Linked DNA regions of Mus musculus: regions 1 and 3 are each linked to region 2. Evidence: chromatin contacts called from public Micro-C and promoter capture Hi-C data. All regions are on one chromosome and are shown on one strand. The core of a region is the stretch at or near the end of the contact, and the rest is flanking DNA. Distances in the headings are between cores, read along the strand shown. Region 1 holds the start of Ralgds (ral guanine nucleotide dissociation stimulator). Region 2 holds the start of Ppp1r26 (protein phosphatase 1, regulatory subunit 26). Region 3 has its middle 16 kb from the start of Ralgds.

Evidence for each region. A called contact is a pair of places that touch in the nucleus more often than the background predicts. Capture Hi-C pulls out chosen DNA fragments and counts their contacts.
Region 1: a promoter capture Hi-C map of pancreatic islet shows a contact between it and region 2. The contact joins the promoter of Ralgds here to the promoter of Ppp1r26 in region 2. A contact is called at or near these places in 9 of 39 promoter capture datasets (3T3-L1-derived adipocytes, the HPC-7 cell line, cranial neural crest and 6 more), 2 of 484 Hi-C or Micro-C datasets (embryonic stem cells and palatal mesenchyme), 4 of 115 datasets of contacts at active chromatin or transcription factors (embryonic stem cells and epiblast stem cells) and 3 of 9 other capture datasets (adipose tissue, liver and pancreatic islet).
Region 3: a contact with region 2 is called in a Micro-C map of embryonic stem cells, with 2.9 times the contacts expected there. The contact joins the enhancer-like site here to the promoter of Ppp1r26 in region 2. A contact is called at or near these places in 1 of 39 promoter capture datasets (macrophages), 5 of 484 Hi-C or Micro-C datasets (8-cell embryo, embryonic stem cells and stem cell-derived neural progenitor cells), 3 of 115 datasets of contacts at active chromatin or transcription factors (embryonic stem cells and memory CD8 T cells) and 3 of 9 other capture datasets (adipose tissue, liver and pancreatic islet).

Annotation. Positions count from the first base shown.
Region 1 is chr2:28,531,915-28,534,743 of GRCm38.p6, reverse strand. Ralgds (ral guanine nucleotide dissociation stimulator) reads right to left here and starts at 1,280. Exons shown (of 18, transcript NM_001145835.1): 1 at 1,011-1,280. The coding sequence starts at 1,193.
Region 2 is chr2:28,445,572-28,448,627 of GRCm38.p6, reverse strand. Ppp1r26 (protein phosphatase 1, regulatory subunit 26) reads right to left here and starts at 1,782. Exons shown (of 4, transcript NM_001005420.2): 1 at 1,732-1,782; 2 at 646-743.
Region 3 is chr2:28,516,022-28,518,803 of GRCm38.p6, reverse strand. It overlaps a transcript of Ralgds not described here. Among named protein-coding and RNA genes, the nearest start is that of Ralgds, 16 kb to the left of the region's middle. Within about 2 kb of position 1,368, at least 225 of the 459 cell types and tissues checked have an H3K27ac peak or open chromatin away from gene starts, as enhancers often do. A contact at or near this core is called in adipose tissue, embryonic stem cells, liver and 2 more, where this site is marked.

The DNA of each region.
Region 1 (2,829 bases), core at 31-2,530, 87 kb before region 2:
GGATGTAGCCAGACAGAGTCAGAGAGAAGCTTGACACCCCCCTCCAGGAGTGATCAGGCTAGGCCCTTCCAGCACACAAAGCCGGAGACTCTGCCAGACATAATGAAAGCCAGATGAGTGCAGGGCTGGTGGTGGGCCGCCCACCACCAAGCTCCCCGGAGTCCCTCCCCAGCCGCCTCCAGGATGAGACCACTGGGTGAATGAGCAGCCTGGCTTGGGACACCTGCCAAGCACAAGAGGCCTCCTAGGCCTGGGGGCCCCATGACCAGAAGTTCCCGAGTATGCTTTGTCTGAGCCTTCTCTAGGCAGAGCAGGATGCAGGGCTGCCTTGGGATTCCACTACCCCTGGGGCATGGTGGCAGGTGTACACTAAGGTGAAAGGAAGAGGGCACTGCTGGGTGTCCCTGCCCAGGACACTAGAAACAAGCTCCTACCCACATTCACTATTCCCACCACCCACACATAAGGGCATGGTCTCTGAATCTTCCAGCCCATCCCACTCCCTTCCTGCCACTGCCTCCTCTGAACAGCCTCGATGTTCCCGGGTCATTAGACCTATGTCTGACTCAGTGATGGGTATTCAAAGGCCCCTGAGGTCCCACTCACCTCTGGGGAGTTTAGGGCTGTGCCACCACAACCACTTGCTGGCCCACTATATTGTGGCCTCCTCGTGTCACGCGCCCCATTGACAAGGGTTTGAAATGAGGATAGGCCCTCGTGGTTGGAGCATTCACACACCACAGGCGTGTAAATAGTGACAGCATGGAGGGGCTTAAAGGTTTGACTGACTGCAGTAATTGGGGTTGTCACACCTGTGATGAGTGGGAGCAGGTACTGGGATGAATTGAGGGGGCACGGGAATTCAGCTCTGATTCCCCACCTACTGCTGAGGGTGTGCTGGAAGCTGTAATGCCCAACTGGCTGCCCCAGGGCTGATACAGCAGGGGGACTTCTGAGGAAGGAACCCCCCAGCCACACACAATGCTGCAAAGGACGTTGGGCTCACCCACCTCCAGGCGCGGCAGATCAGGGTCGAGCTGCGTGAAGCTGTGCAGCACCACTGGGCAGCTGTCGGGGACGCCCACCTCCAGGCGCACGGCGTCCCACACGCTGCGGCTGCGCCGGGAACCGGGAAACAACGGCTCGGTGCCCCCTATGGGCCCGGCCGCCTCAGCCCACATGCGCTGCACCATGGACGACTCACGGTGGCGCGGGTGGCCGGCGGGCCGCGAGACCCGGGGCAGCGCGGGGCGCAGGGCCGGCGCGGCTCCGCGCTGCCTGCGCTCTGCGCCAGAGGCCGGGCCTCGCTGATGTCAGCTGGGGGCGTGGGCTGCTGGGGGAGTGGTTTCAGAGGGGGCGTGGGCCTCCTCTAGTTGGCAGGCCTGGTGGACAGCGCTTGCATACACAGTCTATGTATTGTGTGGGCGGCCCGTGATGCTGTTTTGCTGAAATCAGATCCACTTCCCGGGAATTCCAGTTACAACACCCCCTAGCTCTGTAGCCTCAGTTTCTTCACCTGGAAAGTATGGGTAATGAAAATGACTTCCTCCAAGAGTGTGACTGGGAGGATGTCAATGAGGTCACTGACTATGTGCTCATATATTAGAGTATGGGGAAGGGTGACCCTGAGGATTGATTGGGCTCAGTGTCCACAGGGCGTTGGCATCCAGTCCAAGCTCCATTGGGAGAGGGATGCTTCCAGCCTCAGCTCCAGTCACCACAGTCATGCACAAACTAGACAAACCTACTATGCAAAAGCAATGCTGGTTACCACTAGGTGAGGTGGCGTACTTTTAAAGGCTTGTTTATTTTATTGTATGTGTACTGTTATTTGCCATGCATGTGTGTACATTGCAGACATGGTAGACGCTGATGCCTGAGGGGAACAAACTGTGAATGCTGGGCCATCTCTCCCGCCACAAGGCCTAAATTTTCTTTGAAATTTTTAATTGTCAGAAAGTATTTTTATGAACAGGCTCCAGTGAATATGATTTAAGAAAAAGATAGGCAGATTTGGCTAGGTGTGGAGATCCCCTAAGGCTGCTCAGAAGCCCGGGCTCTGCCCTATCTCCAGGAAGTCCAGGCGTGTGGGGGTATATCACAGGAAGGCAGTGGCTCCCACACATTCTGTAGGCTTTTCCCCAGCCCCATTCCTGGGCCAAGGACCCGGCAGCAGCTCAGCTTTGTTTCCTGACCCTGCTGCTCTCTCCTATTCTGGCTTTCTTTTTCTAAGGGCCACTTCTCTCTGATACTTAGTCCCCAGGCGTCAACCCTGCGGGCAGGCCGTCGGCAGGCAGGCTGCCTCCAGACACACTAATTGCAGGGATGGACGGTGGCAGAGGTGAGGTTCCATCATCTACTCTGCTTTTCTGGTTGCTGTCCACCTGTTTTATCAAGTTCCTTTCCTGTCTCGCTCTGCATTTCCCTCCTGGGAAGTCTGTTCATGGATATCACATGCACAGACACAGAAACACAGACACACATATGTGTAGGCAGATACACAGAGACATAAAGCCACACAGACAGACAGACAGACAGACAGACAAGCTCCTCACTCCCATAGGCCAACAGCTCAAGCCTTTTTACTCTGACCCCCTTTCACCAATATAAGTGTCCCCATGTTCCTGCCTGCTGCCCTAGACCCCACAGGGCTCACACCCTCAGCATCCCCAGCACCAGCTGTGACTTTTTAGACACTTCCCAGAAAGCAGAGCCCTCCCCAAGGCCTCCTAAGCATTCCCTCATGATTAGCCCCCAGCCTACAGGGAATATCCTTTATCAAGAGCAGGCCCATCAAAAGAGAGGGGATAAGGACAGCATATGTGGGAT
Region 2 (3,056 bases), core at 533-3,032:
TTTAGAAACTGATCATGGCTTATAAATATTTTTTCTGTTATGATATGTCCTTAATGTAAAGAAAGGCTTGACAAGTTGAGGAAAAACTTGCCCTGACACCAACTACACTAACTGTGGCTGATTTGCCTCCCCTCTAGTGAGAGCCGCAGGATGGAGGGTGCTTTCCTCTACCAGCTACCCGAGCTCACATCCTGGCCATCCTCAACAATCACTTTGCTTTCCTGAGACTCCCCACAGGCACAAGGCAGTGGGAACTAAAGGGAAGAGTAACTGCTTTCACTGGCTGGAGGACCTACCGCTTCTTTGCTGTAGGTGGTGTTCAAACTGCAATACTATAGAAATCACGTAACATTTGCAGGGCTTAACTGTGAAGGGTCTGAATCGAGTAGGGTGTGGTGGGGTATGCATGCCTTAATCTCAGGTGAAGGCCAGAGGATCAGGAGTTCAAGGCTAGTACTGGTTCCTTATCTAGTTCAAAGACAGTATCTGGGCTACTTGATGCTGTCTCAACCCACCAAAGTAAACACAACAAAAAGTGCTTTCCCCGTTGGGGCAGGGCAGGGTGGGATGGGGTGAGTAACATTAATATCTTAACATGACAGCAGGTGCAGAGCCGAGGGAATAAATCAGTTTATTTCCACTCACCTGCTCACAGCTTATAACGATGGACCCAGAACTGAGCTCCTCTGACAGTCTTAATGGTTGTTGGTCCAGCTACCTGGTCAATCTTGGGAGCTGTCACTCTGGAGAACCATGAACTTCACAGTTAGAAATGTGAGCTGAAGCCAGAATTGGGGCTTTAAACTGGAGGCTCTGGGAATCAGGTTTCCAGGGTGGTTGTGGGTACAATCATCACCCCTCTCTGCCCCCCCCCCCCCAGCATGGACTCTGCACTTAACTTATGATGTAGAGGGCCCTGTACTCCAACTTAAAGTGGGTGTGGGTAAGATTTGGTCCTTAGGAGCCAGAGGTGCTGACAAGATTCGGCCCCCAGAAAAATTGTTGTGACTGCCAATCCCTGTGCACAGTGCTGGAAGCAAGGGGAGACAGATCCCCCTGCTGCCTGAGTACTGACTGCTCTTCTCACTGTCTGAGAGGGAGCCGCAGTCTGGTCTTCAGCAGGTTAATGCCAACCCTTCTCCAGTCAGTGGCAGGGCCTCCGGCTGGTCTGTGCCCCCATCCATCCATCCCCCCCGAGTAATTTTCTGGGATCCCAGGCTTAGGGAATCCGGGAGTCTCGAAGCTGTTCGTGGCAGGTCGAGAAGGCAGCCTTGAAGGCCAGGCCGGCCTCAGTGACCGGGAGCCCGCCCCTCACCTGAGCCACACCTGGGCCCGCCCGGCGCCCGCTGGCTCTCGAGGAACGCAGGGCGCAACAAGCGCCAGGCATCCGCGAGAGGCGCCTCCCGGGGGCCGGGACCCTCTCCCGTGATAACACCAGCCTCAGCCACCAACCCGATCCGGACCCTGCACGCCGCGGCCTGCACCACGAAGCCAGCCCAGCTGCCCGCCCTGCGCCCCGCGTCCCGGGAGGCGCCGGGCCCGGAGAGCGGGGAAGCACGGACACTCCCGCCCCGCCCTCCCTCGGTCGGGCGCCCGCAGCCACCGCGGAGTCCCGCGGGGACTCAGGGGCCCGGCGCGCCGTGGGAGCGCGGGAAAGGAGGGCGGGGCCGGCGCGGCGAGGGGCGGGGCGACCCCCACCCCCCACCCCGGGCCGTCTCTCCCGCCACCTACCCGCGGCGGCGGCGACCGCGCTCCGGAAGCCGTGCCCGGTGGCTGGGCATCATGGGAATGGCACGGCCGAGTTCCGGGGGAGGCGCGCGGCCCGGCCGGACCCCCGCCCGCGAGAGCGCGCCCACCTGCACTGCGAGCGCCCGCGCTCGGACACGCACGGCGCGCGGGAGGAGCGCATGGGGCAGCTTGGAAACGGCCGCGGCGCCCGCGGGACTCGGAGCCTGCGCGGGGACCCTCCTTGTCCTCCCACCCGGGGCCTGGCGCAGCTCCGGGCGCCGAGAGCGTGCGCAGCCCAGGGGTTCAGGAGGTCGCGCGCGTCGGCAAGTTGGCCACGGCGAGAGGCGTGGCCGTGAAGAGAAGGAGGGCGGCCGGACCCTCGCACATACCTTCTTTTTGGTCCAGATCCAGTGGCCCCCGCGTGCCTGGCATCTGCTCACAGTTGCCCTTCCTATCCTCAAACACAGCAAAGGTGTGCTTCCTTGCCTGCAGTTTGCACCCAGCTCAAGATTGTGCTTAGTTTGCCTGCTCTGGACACCGCGGGGCCTTCTGGGCTACCCAAGTCCCTTTACATTGTAGAACGCTTCTATATGTCTATGCACAATGCCCCCTCTCCCCACTTTAGCCAGATCTTAGAGTGTGCTTAAAGATAGGAACCCTGAGGCTGAGGAGAACTAAGCAACAGGAGTCATGCAGGGTGACCTTGCTCCACATTCACACCAGTGGTCTTAGGAACAGGTGGGATAGGACTAGCTTCCGCCAACGCGGTCAGGATTATACAGTGGAATTTCTTGGCTCTGTGGCACACTGTATGTGATGTCGGAAATCTCCCTAGTTTTCTTTTACTTTTTAGACATGTCTGGAGATTCTGTATTGATCATGTCAGGGAACAAGCCAGGCTCACCCCCGGCCCTAGGCACTCACCCTGTCTGATAAGGCAGAGGAAATGATTAGAGAGTGCCAGGGATCTGACAGGAGAAACCCCTAGAGACTTGTTATATAAATGAGCCTGACCTCAAACTTACACAGATCCACTCGCCTCTGTCTTCAGAGTGTTGGGATTAAAGGCAAGTGCCATCACACCTGGCCTGAGTTTTTGTCACTATGAAGTAATATTATGAACATTTAGAGAGAATTACACAACCAATAATACCATCACCAAGATGTAGCTGTAGGCCTATTTTGGAATGCTTTTAGTGTTGTGAGAAACACCTTTGGGTGTCCCTGAAGCCACTCTGTGTATGTCTCCTGGTCTAATGCCTAGAAGACAGTAGTCTGCTTGGGAGAGATGCGAGGTGCTGACACTTGGCAGGTGCCCTTCAGAGATG
Region 3 (2,782 bases), core at 119-2,618, 71 kb before region 2:
AGGACTAGGGAGTCCGGGGCTACAGGGTATTTGTGTTGTTAAAACATCGTGCCTGTCCCTCTGGAATGGCCGGCACCAGGCTACAATTGACTGTACAGCTGATTCTGAATCTTTCTGACATTCTACCACTGTCCAATTGTCACTCGGATATCTAGAAAATGGCATTGGTTGCTAAGGGACTGGCCTGATGGTAGGCAGCTGCAGCTTGGGGTAATAGGAAGAGGGAGTAGACTGGGGTTTCTCTCAGTAAGGATCCTGGGGCTGTGGGCTGCTAGGCCCTATATGGAGGTGTGGGTGGATCAACCACAGGAGGTAACCACTCAGAGCTAAGAGCCACACACAGGCGGTGGGAAAGCCCCTAGCCGGGAGTCTTCCTGCAGGTATTTTGGGGGACTATGGTTGCTAAGCAACTGTACTAGGTTGCCATGGGAACTCTCCCTTCTTCTGGGACTTGTCATTTTTATGGAGATGCCACATTCCTTCCCATCTCTACCTCCTCAGGCTGTCTCAGCTACCTGTAAGGGGCCCTGGAGGCTCCCCAAACCTACCTTTGCCTACAAGGAAGCCACCTATCCAAGAAAGTACTATGCCTCTAAGACTCAGTTTGGGGGTGTGTGTGTAGGGGATTCAGGTCTCACAGTGTACCTCAGGATGACCTTGAACTCATAATTCTCCTGCCTCAGCTGGGATTGCAGTCGTGCACCACCCCGTGACCCTCTAAGAGAGGATTCTCTTGAGGTTCAAGACCCAACACAGAAAGCAGAGTTGAGGCCCTCATTAGAGTCAGGGGGATGAAAAAAATCTGTCTAGCTTGGTTTGCATCTCCATTCCTGCTAACCACCAACTCAGGCTCTTCCTGCCTTGACAGGGCTCTGACCACTAGAAGCCCAGTATAACTGGAAGGCATTCTCCGCCCTAGCCCTGGTGCCTGGCCCCTCCCTGGCTTGTCTGTAAAGGAGTGTCACCTGGGGCTTGCCATTACCCAACCAGGGGTTGTCCCCATGCCCAGCCAACCAGTGTTGGCAGCAGGCCATGCTGGGTAGACATGCCTCCTCTGGGACAGGCTAAGGCTAAGGTCCCTGCCAGCCATGTGTTGTATAAGCAGCTCACCTTTCCCTAAAACTACTTCTTGTGGCCTGTGGTAATAGGTAGGGGAGCTGTCTGGAAACTGCAGTAGGCCAAGGCAACTTACTGGTGACGAGCCAGAGGGAGGCAAAGTCCAGGCCCCAAGGTGTGTGTGTTGGGGAGAGGGGGTGGGGGAGAAGCTGAGGTCTCCTCAGTGGTTACCAGCAACACCCTGCTGCTCGCCTGCTCTCATTCTGATTTCCTTCAGTGTGTGTCACCAAGGATGACTCCTGACCTGTTTACAGTTTGCTTTGTCTCCTGGCAACCAGATGAGCTTTTGTGGAAACTCGGGACAGGGCAGTGCAGTACTGAACTTCCACACCAGAGGTTACAGCGCCACCTGCTGGTGCTACCATTGGTGGCCTTCAAGCCTTCCTACACAGGTGAAATTCTGCCAGATCCTAAGGAACCTGGCCTTCCCTATAACCCTCCTCACAGGCTCAGCTGTGTCCTTCCAAAAGCCCTTGGGTCCTGCAGATCCAGGCAACACAAGGCTAGACTGGGATGGGGTCAGGTCAGGGCTCACTCTCTCACTCTCACACACTCTCTCTCTCTCTCTCTCTCTCTCTCTCTCTCACACACACACACACACACACACACACACACACACACACACACACACACACGATGTCCTTACAGTAATGGAGACAACCAGACACAGACACACAGAGACACAGACACACAGAGGCAGCTGTGTGGAGGCAGAGGACTACAGACACGTTTAGGGGGATTTAAAGCTAAGGACTACAGCCATGCCAGAAGCTGTGGTTCAGTGGTGTTGATGCCTTGCTTTTAGGCTTCTGTCCTCTAGAACCACGAGAGATTTCTGTTGCACAGGGTCATCCAGTATATGGCATTCTGCTAGAGCAGCCACAGGACACTAACACAACGTACCAGGCCTGTCACCTTTTTGTCACCGTCATGCCTACCTCGCTGACTCTTGTCTCGCTCCCTGTCAGCTTTCTGCACTGCTCTTCCTGCTTTCTCTCGTGTGGCTGACCTATGAGATGCACAAGCACATGGATGAATGGCTCTCCAGCTCTGCTACTTCACCAAGTTCAGACAACCGTAAAAGTCAGAAGCTGGGGAAATGGCTCAGAGGTTACAGGGCCAGGACCTCCACGACTCAGGCAAATGCCTGATGGCTGTGGCTATCCAGACAGATATAAATCTAGCCTCAAAGGATAGAGACGGAATCTCCAGAGCAAGCTGGCCAGCAAGCCCAGCCCTATTAGTTGAGACCCTGCCTCCCTCAATGATCACAGCACCTACCATATGCATGTGCCAACACATGCATCTACGCCCAGTGTGTTGGAGTTCCCAGCACTCGGAAGAGGATGTCTGTGAGTTCTGGGGTCTACACAGTGAGTTCCAGGATAGCTAGTGCTATGTAGAGACCCAGTCTCAAAACAAATGAACCAAAACTCATGCACAACATATATACACATATATGTATAACACACATACCTGAAAATGGAAGAGGAAAAAGTCAAGAGACAGCAGCAGGTGTGCAGATGGGGGGTGGGGTGGGGTGGGGTGACAGCAATGAAGGCAATAGCAGGTGAGGAAGAAGATGCTTCCTGCTGCTCATGGCCACCCTGGTGCCAGGACAACCAACCTCTGTGTTTCCATATCCCTGGCCCTTCGATCTCAGGAG